Linked DNA regions of Danio rerio: region 2 is linked to region 1. A link is a contact called in public Micro-C data. All regions are on one chromosome and are shown on one strand. Each heading gives the region's core, a stretch centred on a gene start, on an enhancer-like site or on the middle of the called end of the contact. The rest is flanking DNA. Distances are from core to core; before and after follow the strand shown. Region 1 overlaps LOC137488861 (a long non-coding RNA gene). Region 2 overlaps col5a1 (procollagen, type V, alpha 1).

What was found. A called contact is a pair of places that touch in the nucleus more often than the background predicts.
Region 2: a contact with region 1 is called in a Micro-C map of caudal fin, with 4 times the contacts expected there. The contact joins two enhancer-like sites. A contact is called at or near these places in 2 of 18 Hi-C or Micro-C datasets (caudal fin and an unstated tissue).

Annotation. Positions count from the first base shown.
Region 1 is chr21:7,707,464-7,714,564 of GRCz12tu, forward strand. It overlaps LOC137488861 (a long non-coding RNA gene), which reads left to right. Exons shown (of 12, transcript XR_012397134.1): 3 at 5,007-5,197. Among named protein-coding and RNA genes, the nearest start is that of cenpt, 50 kb to the left of the region's middle. Within about 2 kb of position 5,033, at least 16 of the 62 cell types and tissues checked have an H3K27ac peak or open chromatin away from gene starts, as enhancers often do.
Region 2 is chr21:7,867,946-7,874,493 of GRCz12tu, forward strand. All of the region lies in intron 4 of col5a1 (procollagen, type V, alpha 1), which reads left to right. Among named protein-coding and RNA genes, the nearest start is that of col5a1, 87 kb to the left of the region's middle. Within about 2 kb of position 4,081, at least 11 of the 62 cell types and tissues checked have an H3K27ac peak or open chromatin away from gene starts, as enhancers often do.

The sequences.
Region 1 (7,101 bases), core at 3,783-6,282:
TAATAGAAAATAAGCCAGATCATTTCATTTATGCATGGAGCACATGAACAGCACACGGTTATGATCAAAGTCTAATACTTTTTGTTGAAATTTTGTTTAAATCAAAACCCCTCAGTATGAGAAAAACTAAGTGATGCTCGGCTTCACTAATGAGGTCTGTTGATGACTGATTTAAGTTTTGTTTATAAGCCTCCTGTGTATTGTTTGTATGTTCGAAGGCGCATGGGAGGTTTCATCATGCAGCAGAGGCCTGTATTAAACCCTCTCAGCCTTTAGACGTCCAGATCTTACTCACTTTTTAAGGTAGAACCACATGAATACAGTGGAACCTAGACCCATATTGATGCTAAATCAGGCAAGACCTCCTTAAAAGGTCATCAAGGGTGTAGTCTTCATGCATTTTTGTTGCCCAACAGAAATAAATGCCCCCTGCTCACTTGTAAAGTATTTTCAAATGTAGTGGACGCTGCCAATGGAGAAATATTGAGTAATCGTCATCGAGGATGGGGCGGTGTGTAGGAGAGAGAGCGAAAGAGGTTCAAACATGGTAATATGCTGGAAAGTGTTTGGCGAATATTGGTGTTGGCCGCTGGTTTTGACTCCCGAATCAAAATGATGGGGCGCTTTTTTGCTGAGCTGTCAATCTTCACTCCATCTGCTATAATAAATCCAGCATGAGGTTTTTCTGCATGGTCACTCCACTGAAAAATGTCTCAGAGCTTCAGATGTTCTGATTTTCCCTTGAAATAACATTTGCTTTTAATAATGTGGCTTTTAAAATACACTTGTTTCAAGCATGGCTGGATAACTTCATACATAAATAATTGTGATTATGAAATGGTATATATATATATATATATATATATATATATATATATATATATATATATATATATATATATATATATATATATATATATATATATATATATATATACACACCCCCTTTTTCCTTCAGAACCCCCTTAATCCTTTGTGGCATAGATTCAACAAGGTACTGGAAATATTCCACAGAGATTTTGGTCCATATCGTCATGATAGCATCACGCAGTTGCTGCAGATTTGTTGGCTGCACATCCATGATGCCAATCTCCCATTACATTCACATCCCAAAGGTGCTCTATTGGATTGAGATCAGGTGACTGTGGAGGCCATCTGAGTACTGTGAACTCATTGTCATGTTCACGAAACCAGTCTGAGATGATTCACGCTTTATGGCATGGTGTGTTATCCTGCTGAAAGTAGCCATTAGAAGATGAGAACACTGTGGTCATAAAGCGATGCACATGGTCAGCAACAATAATCAGGTAGGCTGTGGCGTTGACACGATGCTTAATTGGTGCTAATGGGCCTTTACTTTTGGTAACTGGTGCAATTTGAACAGGAGCGGGCGGTCTAACAATATCACTCCCGACTTCCGAACAAGCAAGCACTCGTATGTATGTGTATGAATGAGAGAGCGCGATGCTGTGTGTGTGTGTGTGTGTGTTTATACAGACAGCTTGTTACAGGCTGTCTGGACTCTGTATCATGTAGCTGGGTGATTTTTGGTTTTATAATGTAGAACTTAACATCGGCATCTCACAAAACGCCACACAAGAGTCAGCAACTAACACTCCACTACTCATCCGTTTGCACTGGCTGCCAGTTGCTGCTCGCATCAAATTCAAAGCGCTGATGTTTGCCTACAAAGCGACTTCTGGCTTTGCTCCTTCTTATCTGCTCTCACTTCTGCAGATCTATGTGCCCTCCAGAAACTTGCGTTCTGTGAATGAACATCGCCTCGTGGTTCCATCCCAAAGAGGGAAGAAATCACTTTCCCGAAAGCTCGCGTTTAATCTGCCCAGCTGGTGGAATGAACTCCCTAACTGCATCAGAACGGCAGAGTCACTCGCTATTTTCAAGAAACGACTAAAAACTCAACTATTTAGTCTCCACTTCACTTCCTAATCTGCAATTGCCTCTCTGGATATACCACTAGCTGTACTAAAAAAAAAAATAAAAATTACTAATGCTTTCCTTCTTAGACTATACACACCTGAAACTTGCCCACAGCACTTATTCATTGTTGCTCTTATAGTTGTGTAAATTGCTTCCTTGTCCTTATTTGTAAGTCGCTTTGGATAAAAGCATCTGCTAAATGTAAATGTAAATCACTCGAGCAATATCTCCACAGAGAATTAATGAGTGGGGAATCGAGAGAGAGAGAGAGTGGGGAGCTGCTGAATCTGAGGTTTTAATACAGCCGCCAATCCAAGCGCCAATCACGATCCGCCGTAATCCGCTGTACCTTCGAATAATTCGGAATGAGAGCGAGAGAGAGAGAAAAAGACCACACACACTACACCACAGCGACTACTTGTAACAGTGACGTCAAATTGATTTGCATATTTTAGATGATGTTTTGACACCAATCTGCCCACTGGGTAGTCAACTTGTAAACAGCCTAGTTTGTCTATGTATGGCAGTTGGCAGATTTTGATGTGAAGGCACATTTTTGCTAGCAAAATCAAAATAATGTGAGGTTATCTTTAATAAGCTCTAATAATAAGCGCTGCTTAAACAGTCTTCAGGATAGAGACTAAATTTTACTAATGTGTCATGCAAAAAAGTTCATTTATTCAAACTATCTTACACACCCAGACCTAGTATGTAGTTTGAAATATATCTTATAATCATTCACACATTCACATGTTTGTACCCAGTATGCTTTTCTTGTGTATCTTTTACTATAGGCAGAGATGCAAAGTATTCATTTTGACAACGTGTCATGGAAATTAGTAAACCATTTTAAACTATCTTACACACTCAGATCTATGTAGTCTGTAGTCTTGAATATAGGCTAGTTTATAATCATTCGCATGTCTTAAGAGTGCACATGTGTTTGTACCCAGTATGCTTTTCTTCTTGTGCATCCTTCACTCAGATTTGTTTACAGTGGTGTTGCCGAGTGACGATACAAACACAGCACCCTCTTCACCGAATCCCCCATAAGCTCTGCCTATAAATGCTGCTGACCCATTTGACTCCACACACACACACACACACACACACACACACACACACACACACACACTCACACATATGCATACGTGCACATCTGGACTGAGGGAGCTCAAAGCCTTTGGGATGTCCAGGTGCAGTTGGGAGTTTGAAGCGAATGAGAAAAAGAGATCTGTCTGTGTTTGCATGTTCAAAATTCAACCCATCACTACTATACTCCTAAATGCAATATTTTTTTTTTTACATAGTCATAAAGTTAGGGATGCCTACATATGAAGTTGAAGTCAAAATTATTCATCCTCCTGTTCATTTTTTTTTCTTTTTTAAATGTTTTCTGAATGATGTTTAACAGAGCGAGGAATTTTTCACAGTATTTCCTAAAACTTCTTCTGGAGAAAGCCTTATTTGTTTTATTTTATTTTATTATTTGTCCCTTAAGCTATTTATTTTTCGATTGCCACAAAACAAAGCCTTAGTATACAATGATTTGCCTAATTGCCCTAATCTGCCTGATTAAGCATTCAAATGTCACTTTAAGCTGAATACTCAACACAATCTCACGGCAATTCGTAACTTTTTCATTTAGTGGCAAATTCGTACGATCTAATTCGTACATTTTAGTACGATTTGCGTATCCCCCGATGACGGTTGGGTTTAGGGGTGGGGTTAGGTGCCACGCCTCCTTTTTAAATTCGTACATTTTCTTACGACTGAACTCGTACGAATTCGTACGAATTAGCCACTAAACTGCCAAAACGTAAAATACTTGCGTTTTCTCATGAGATCAGGCTGGAATACTAGTATATTGAAAAATATCTGGGCTCTCAGTGCAGCCCAGACTCGTCAGCGCTACCAAACCGACCAATCACAGAGCTTGCGCTACGCGTCAGTGCGACATGTAGTTACATTTTTTGAGAGGTGCACGTCAGCGATGCCTACGGCCACGGCATAGGGCTGTGCGTCAACGCGTAGGCTGCGCCGTAGCATACGCGTGCGCTTGACGCAGAAGTATAAATCAGCCTTAAGACTGCTGCCCCCACGCCCGACCCCAGACAAGCAGATGAAAATGAATTAATTAATTCAATTAGCTGACTCTTTTGTCCAACACTATAAAAAATGTCGGGTTTCACACAATTCCTTCATGTTGTCTCAACACAAATCGATTAAGTTAACTTAATGCTTTTCACAAATTTAAGTGAATTAAACATAAAACAATTAAGTTGTCCCAAAAAATGTAAAAAATTGTTTCATCATTGTAAATAAGTAGTTTGAATGAGAAGCAAAAGTCATTTTTTAAATCGAAGCGACTTACAAATATGAAGTTGCTGAGTTGCTCTTCATTATTGTGTTTTGTTGTGCACAGGCTTTTCAAAGACAGCCAAAGTAGCATTACATCACAGACATGCAGAGAAAGACCTCAAGGGTTTAAGGTGCAATTTGGAATTGGGCCCTAATGAGTCTGAAGACCTTGATTAGCTGGTTCAGGCATGTTTAATAAGGCTGAACTCTTCAGACTAAAGGCCCTCGAGCAACTACTTTGGACACCCGTGTGCTTGAGTGCTCATTGTAAGACTTTGAAAATTAATTCAGAATTGAAGGGATAGCTCATCGTACAGTAAATGAACATATACTCACTATTCACATACAGTTGAAGTCCACTTTCGCTTTTGGGTGAACTATCCCTTTATTTTTAGGAGTGATTTGACTTGAAGGTCAGTAAACTGTCAACGGCAACAAATCTCCCAACACCAACAACAGCTCCTCGCCGTATTTATATTCTCTTTCAGGTGGCGTTGTATTAGCAGGTCTGTATTTGTAGATGTAGTTTGGGAGAGAGGACATGTCTTCACACTCTTAAGGCTGCTTTGCAAAACCATATATCATGCTTTCTCTTTGTTTCCTCCCCTTCTCTACATCCAAGGCAAATGTTCCCCCATCCATATCTTCCTCTTTGGCCTGTGTATATATATGTGTGTGTGTGTTTGTCTGATTTTTGGATGCAGAGACGGTGCAGGAAGCAGAGCCCATGATGACATCACCACCCCTCCGTTCCAGCGCGCATCTGGAAACGCTCAAGTTTCAGAGAGAGGGAGAACAGCAGGAACGTGAGGGAAAAGTACAAACGATCTTGGCGAATCTTCACCAGCACTTCGTATAGAGAGAGGAGAGGAGAGGAAAGCAGAGAGAAATGGAGGTGGGCTTTTAGGTAAAATCAAGAGTATGAACTATGAAGGTGTTGGATCTCTTGTTGATGGGATGTCTTGCAATATTGAACAAAGCTGTTTTAAATCTACCGTTGAATTCAGGATTATTAGCCGTCCTGAATTATTAGTCACCCTCAATTGGGAAATACTTGAAAAAAAAATAGTAATAATTCACACGAGGGCGAATAATTTGGACTTTAACTGTACATGATACAGCAACACAGGCTCCTTCTAAACATGTACCCCCATGTGCATTTCTAGAGAGTGCAAACTATATAGCCAAAGGTACGTCTGACTGCATTTTGTCTTTAAAATGAATGCTTTGGGGTGGTACGATAATAATAATAATAATTCCTTGCGTTTATATACTGCTTTTCTGGGCGCTCAAAGCACTTTACACATAGGGGGAATCTCCTCATCCACCACCAGTGTGCAGCATCCATATGAATGACGCGACGGCAGCCATATTGCACCAGACCGCACACCACACATCAGCTGATTGGTAGAGAGGAGAGAATGATGAAGCCAATTATAATATGGGGATGGTTAAGAGACCATGATGGACAGAGGCCAGTGGGTAGACTTGGGCAGGATGCCAGGGTTAAACCCCTACTCTTTTTCGAAGGACATCCTGGGATTTTTAACAACCACAGAGAGTCAGGACCTCGGTTTAACGTCTCATTAGAAAGACGGCTCTCACTGAGCAGTATAGAGTCCCTGTTGCTCTACTGGGGCATCAGGACCCATGCAGACTGCAGGTGGGTGCCCCCTGCTGGCCTCACTAACACCATTTCCGGCAGCAACCTAGCTTTCCCATGTGGTCTCCCATCCAGGTACTGCCCTGCCTAGCTTCAGTGGGCGACCGTGTGAGAGTTGCAGACAGCTAGATGCCACCAACAGCTTCTGTTTGTTTTTGCGCTACCAACTGACCGATTACCTTGGTGTGGACTGCTTTCCGCTGTCATCAGTTTACCCCGTAGCTTGCTGCATACGTCGGTGGACTTTAGACCCAGAGCAAAATTGACCACAACGATGAGGTTTGAGTCTGGCGAAGAACGGTCCCAGAAAGCAGGTAAAACAAAAGGCAAAAAAATAAAATAAACAACTAAACGACAGGGTGAGAATGTTGTAAGATCTGAAAGCGTGGTAACATTAAATCGGCTGCAAGGACTTTTCTCGTTTGGGATCGCTATTAAAAACACTATCGGATGGGTTTAGGGAAGACGGTGGGTGGGTCAATCAGTCAGTCAGTCGACAGTGGCCTCTGGTGGATTTAAACGAGAACAACAGGCGCGGATGGCAATCTAGAGAGATATTTGAGATCTTTAAAGGCATATACCACAGCCTCTGGTGGATTTGTGAAAACAAAAAGTGCAAGTAAGACGCACCTCCTGGGTTGTATTTCGCAGTCTCCTGAAATAAATATAGGGCTACGTATCAAAAATCAATAATAACTCAATATATATATTGTGATATTGAACATGCTAAATATTTATATCATGGGCCCTTCAAAATTTTGTGAATGATTATTATTGCTTTAACTTTTAAAATGTGCCAGAAAATAAAAATAAAAATGTTTAGATGTTACTTTCAGTCTGTTAATTTCAAGGATATCTATAAGCTAGGGTGCTCCAAAACAATGACAAATTTCACATTTAGAAAAATTTAAAACATATAAAAATCCAAAGCTTGCAGTTCGTCACATCCGTCTAAATCGATCAATGATTTGTTTCTCTTCACCTCATACTTCATCTCATCAAATCTTGACCAATCAAATTCTCTCTAATTTCTGACATGCCCCACCCCCTTAGAGACGCTTCTCATTTCGTTTGATGCGCTTGAGCTCAACCACTCTCACTGGCAGAGCGGTGATAAAGCAAAATGCTATTGGTTG
Region 2 (6,548 bases), core at 2,831-5,330, 160 kb after region 1:
TATATATATATATATATATATATATATATATATATATATATATATATATAGATATATATATATATATAGATATAGATATAGATATATATATATAGATAAATAAATAAATAAATAAATAAAAAAAAAAAAAAAAAAATATATATATATATATATATATATATATATATATATATATATATATATATATATATATAATTTATTTAATTTATTTAACTGTTTCAAGAGTTCACACTTAGCTGATGATTGATTATAAAGCTTGTTTGGCATGCTGTCCCGGGAGAGAGCCCTGAGCTTATTAGATCCTCGAGCCTGGGGCTCCCTCCCATTTGCAAGGCGAAAGGGGAGTTTGAGCTTAGGTAGATCTTGAGAACTCCCCTGCTGTAGTAGCTAGTGAACAGAAAGTGATTGCTCTTAAGAGATAACTATTTACTAGGAGCATGTCTTTGGTGCCGGTTTGAATAAGTCAATTAACTTAGGTTGCAAGCTTTTTTGACAGTGGGAGGAAACCGGAGAACCCAGGGGAAACCCACGTGAGCATGGGGAGAACGTGTAAACTCCACACAGAAACGTCGGTTGGCTTGGTAAGGACTAGAAATAGTGACGTTCTTGCTGTGAGGCAACAGTGCTAACCACTGGGCCACCGTGCCACCCATCTAGGAAAGGAGGGGGAGTAGGGGCGGAAGGGGGGATTCTCAAAATGAAGATGGCTGTTATATTGAACTCATAGTTTTTATAGTGGCTTAGGAATCGTCTGATTGGTGAATCGTAAATTAAATAATGCAGGGCCAGCTGCAAGCAATCATAAGCACTTGATACTCTCGAAATTAGTTTATAAATAAACTTCACCTATACTTCAGTGTCTTTTGCAATTGTACTTAATTGTACTGCAGTTATACTTCTTTATACTGCAGTTTTGCTTCAGTTTACTGCAGTTGTTTTCGTAAGGGAAGGTAAAAGTGCTTCTGCCACACTATGAGACCAGCTGAATGATTTCAAAAATTGTAAAAGTCATGAAATGAAATGAGTTTCAGCCGTAAAATAAGCCTATTTAAAGAAATAAAAAAACAGTGGAGAAAAGTTTACTACTCATCTTTTTTGAAGTAAAGTCAACTGATGTCTTTTCACAGTGTGTATGTAATTAGGAATGAATGAGCTGTCCCTGCACGAATGAAGGCGAACATGAAAGAAACATTTGAGCAGACGTTTCGGTTCAGCTATATTCCAAATCAAACTTTCCCGGCAAAAACACAGTCTAAACAGTTCGTCTGTCAATGCCGCAGTTGAGGAAACACAACCTGAACCCAACTGTAAACGTCATTATCATCAGACAGAGAAGTGAAAGTCGAGTTGAGTGATGGCAAAAGGCAGAAACGAAGGAGCGAATGCTGACGGATGAAAGGAACACAGGAAAAACGCAGCGGTAGACGCTTTTTAGAGCTGTTGATTTTGGCCCTGATCTTAAAGGCCTCCAGACGCTGCCACTGTGTGTGTGTCACTGGATGCTTCGGTTTCTGTGGTTGGTTTTTATTTTTTTTTTACATTTTGAGAATGGGCAGACATTGACTGTGTGTGTTTGTGTGTGTGTGTGTGTGTGTGTGTGTGTGTGTGTGTGTGTGTGTGTGTGTGTGTTTGCGAGCACATGCATGTGGCTTTTGTGGTCTTGACTTAAGTCTGATATTCTGTCGTTTTTGTGGTGTGCTTCATGCTGGTTCGTTAAAATGCTTTTGCGATCTTTCCTGCTGCGAGAGCTTGTGTTGTAATGCGGATCACATTTGGTCTGTTTCTCATGTCTTGGGCTTATGAGGTCATAAGCAGCTGGGATGATGTCATTTTTAAACAAACCTAATAAGCACAAGACCTCAAAGTCTTGAAAATAATGCGAGTTTGTGTGTGTGTTTGAATCTAACACAAGCTGTCACAAGAATGTGTCTGTATTATATGTTATTTAGTACAAGTGAACCATTTTTTGTCAGTCATAATTTTAATATTCAATTATTCGTTCATTCATTCATTCATTCATTCATTCATTCATTCATTCATTCATTCATTCATTCATTTTCTTTTGTCTTCATTATTTTCGTTAGACTAATTATCTCGGACAAACCCAGAACACCCAAACTCTGCAGTGCTTTTTAATTCTCCATAAATAAAACTTGTGCAGCAATGTTTTTTCAGCTTGACATCCTCTGAGAAAAAAGGGTTCCCTACCAATCTACATACCAGTTAATGTTTAGATTTCAAAACATATATGTAAATATTTATCAAAAATTCTGTAAATATGAATATGACTCTTCTATTTCGAACTGTGCAGTAGTGAGGGGTCGTTCATGAACGATTCGTTCATTTTGATTTCACATATTTGAATCTTCAATATGACTCGGGAACTACGAGTCCTCTCAGGGAGTGATTCGTTCATCCGTGCGTGCGCACATTTGTGCAGGTGGTATCGTTCATTTCAAGTCTTCATCACATTTCGAGTCGTTCATCGCGGAAAGGCAGAAGCCATCATACGCGTTTAGAGCCGGAAAAAGATTTGATCCGTTCATCTCTCGAGTCTTCTATCGGGTTTGAATCACTCGTTCATCACGGGCCAATCATACGCGTTTAGAGCCGGAAAAAGATTTGATCCGTTCATCTCTTGAGTCTTCTATCGGGTTTGAGTCACTCGTTCATCACGGGCCAATCATACGCGTTTAGAGCCGGAAAAAGATTTGATCCGTTCATCTCTCGAGTCTTTTATCGGGTCTGAGTCACTCGTTCATTATGGGCCAATCATATGCGTTTAGAGCCAAAAAAAGATTTGATCCGTTCATCTCTCGAGTCTTCTATCGGGTCTGAGTCACTCGTTCATCACGGGCCAATCATACACGTTTAGAGCCGGAAAAAGATTTGATTCGTTCATTTCTCGAGTCTTCTATCGGGTCTGAGTCACTCGTTCATCACGGGCCAATCATACGCGTTTAGAGCCGGAAAAAGTATTGAACCGCTCTTCTCTCGAGTCCTCGGGTTTGAGTCATTCTGTCACGTAAATAACGAATGACTCAAGACTTGAAAGGTGAACTAATTATCATGGCTCCTATCGGCTCAGATTGTGTACATTGGTTAAAATTATATGTGACTGCCAGTTTAATATGAACGAACCCCTGACATTAGAAGACATGAAGAGGTGAGCTGAGTAAAGAGACAAAAATGCCTTCATTGACAAACGAGCAGGTAAACATTGAAGTATCATTTTCTCCTTCTTATAGAATTCTTTTTTTGACTTATTTGTCGTGTGATCAACCTTTTGGGCTAGTTGTATCAGTGTTTGGAAGCAATTTGTAACATTTATTAACAATTTGCCAAATTGAACCAAATGAACGAAATGACTCGAAAAAAGATTTGTTCTTCTTGATCGAGATCCGAGTCAGTAAAATGATCCGAACTTCCCATCACTACTGTGCAGTGCTGTAGCTGCTTAAATTGGATAACTACGCTACCTTATTTCAATACTGGTCATAATGGTGGTACTTAGAGAGACTATTTTTTTCTGAGGTGGTACTTGGTGAAAAAAGTTTGAGAACCACTGGTCTATACTGGACATTATTTCTGTTAAGTGACAAGACTTTTGTTTAAGCAAAGTCAGCCCTTACTGTCCTAATTAAATAATTAAAAAAATCAAGACATGATCATATTGTATTTTGGTAAAATAAACATAATCTAGAGGCCTTTGCCTTTCCTATAAGCTACTTCTGATCGGAAATGATCAACTAGAAGTTTACATTTACATTTAGCAGAAGTTATTTATTGTTATTCCTAAAACTTGAATAGGCGACAAGGCTTTTGTCAGGTAGTGTATATGAGCATAATCATACAAATCTACACACATTTTGTACACACATATTTGTTCAATTAATATGCAATATCTGAAATATGTTTCCATGAAAGTGTCCGTACATGCAGTGTGTGAGAGAGAAAGTGTTGCATGTGTGTTCAAAATGGCAGGACAGAACAAGGAATCATGATGTTTTGGTGCACTGAGAGGAACGTGCTGTACTCTGGGCTTCCTACCAGAACAGTTTGGGATCATTCCTCTGTTCTTGCTCATTATTAGCTGTGCTGTCTGTCGCCCTCTCCTGTCCACTGCAGCCACGCCACACTCAAGCGAGAGAGAGAGAGAGAGAGAGAGAATGTATGTGTGTGGGTGAAAGAAAGAGAAAGAATGCGTGTGTGGGTGTGTGTGTGTGTGCCTTGTTTACATAATCTACACTATTTATACTTGTTATTATAATTAATAATAGATTTTGTCTTCTTTTTCCTTTTTTCTGCTGTTTTCTGTCATTTATTTTTCTTTTATATTTTTGGATTAATTTGATGATGTAAGCATATTCCATATTTTAAACATTTCTGTATCTCTGTGTGTTTGTGTGTATGTGTGTGTGTTTGTATGTGTGTGTGTGTGTGTGTGTGTGTGTGTGTGTGTGTGTGTGTGTGTGTGTGTGTGTGTGTGTGTGTGTGTGTGTGTGTGTGTGTGTGTGTGTGTGTGTGCGTGCGTGCGTGTGTGTGTGCGTGCGTGTGCATGCAAGTGAGACAAAGAGAAAGAGAGAAAGAGTGTATGTGTGTGTGTGTGAGAGAGAGTGCGAGTGTGTATGTGTGTATAAGAAAGCACCTCTAATGTGAGTGTGTGTGTGTGTGTGTGTGTGTGTGTGTGAGAGAGTGAGAGAGAGAAAGAGAGTGTGTGTGTGTGTGTGTGTGTGTGTGTGTGTGTGTGTGTGTGTGTGTGTGTGTGTGTGTGTGTGTGTGTGAGAGAGAGAGCGAAAGAGAGAGAGTGTGTGAGTGTGGAAAAGTGTGTGCATGTGTGTGTGATTTAGTGAATGAATGTGTGGTGTGTGTGTATGAAGGAGAGAGAGAGTGTGTGTGTGTGTGCGTGCGTGCATGTGCATGTGCATGTGCATGTGCGTGTGTGTGTGTGCGTGCGTGCGCGTGCGTGCGTGTGTGTGTGTGTGTGTGTGTGCAAGAGAGAGAAAGAGAGTGTATGAATGTGAGAAAGTGTGTGCATGTGTGTGTGAGTGATTGAGTGAGTAAGTAAGTGTGTGTGTGTGTGTGTGTGTGTGTGTGTGTGAAAGAGAGTGTATGCATGTGAGTTTGTGTGGTCAGGTGTGTGTGACAGAGAAAGGTAGAGAGTGTGTTTGTTTGTGTGCGTGAGTGTATGTGTGTGAGTTTATGTCTGTGCACTGTACGTGTGTGTATGCACGTGTGAAAAGTGAGAGAGTGTGTGTGTGTGTGTGTGTGTGTGTGTGTGTGTAATTGAGTGAACGAGCTATTAAGTTTGTGTGAAAGAGAGAGAGTGTGTTCATATGTGTGTTTGTGTGGTGTGTGTGTGTGACAAAGAAAGTGAGAGAGTGTTTGTGTGTGAGAGAGAGAGTGTGTGTGTATGAGTGCATATGCGTATATGTGTAGTGTGTGTGTAGAGTGTTTTGGCTGCGCTCGTCACCACAGGCAGCTGCTGAAGCGGTTAGCTTGGACTCCAGAGAGAGATGCGGGGAGTTTTTGGCGAAACAGACGCTCGTATTTCAAACCTGCTGACAGTGCAGTGTCTATTATTCTCTCTCTCTCTCTCCTTCTTTCTCTCTGCCCCACATTAATCTGATCAATTTCTCCCGGACACACACACAGTCCCAGAATAGCTCAGTACACCTCTGTCTCACTCCTCTTCTGTTTCTGCTTAACTCTTGTCTGTTTTCCCTTCTCTTGTCACACTATTACATTAATTCTGCATGTTTAAAGGCGCAGTTCACCCAAAACTGAAGATTCTGTCATCATTTACTCACCCTTCACCCTTTGTAAACCTGTTTGAGTCTCCCTCTTCTGTTGAACACAAAAGAAGATATTTTGAAAAATGTTGGAAACCGGTAACCGTTGGCTTCTTTTAGGTTTTCCTATGTCAGGTTGGCAGTTTGTAACATTGATTCATTCGTCTTCCTTTGGCTTAGTCCCTTATTTCTCAGGGGTCACCACTGCGGAATGAACCGCCAACTTTTCTGGCATATGTTTAACACAGTGGATGCCCTTCCAGCTGCAAAATAGTACTGCGAAACATTCATATACACTCTTATTCACACACACACATGCCTTATTTACACTAGCAGCAACTTTGTAGCTGCCTGTCGCTCTGGGTGGCGACCTACTTTAAACTCTGGTCTGTGTGGGTCTATACAGCACAAACACAATCGGCCTCTGAGCGAGCTGAGCGAGGATCACGTGAGCTTTACTGATGCTCCTATTGGCTGTTGCTCAAGAAAGTCGCTCTTCATATGTATAAAGGTGAAGGATTCTCAAAGCCCACCTAGTCACCAACAGTCGCTCACGTAGATGGAGGGTGCCGGAAGTCGCTCACTCTCTGTTAAAATGAATGGCTTCATGGCTCTATCTCTTTGTCGATTGTTGCTTTGTCGATTGTTGCTTTGTCGCTTGTTGCTTTGACGCGTTGTGGCTTTGGCACTTTGTTGCTTGGTCGTTAGGTCACTTGTTGCTTTGTTGTTTTTGTCGCTTTGACACTGGACGCTTTG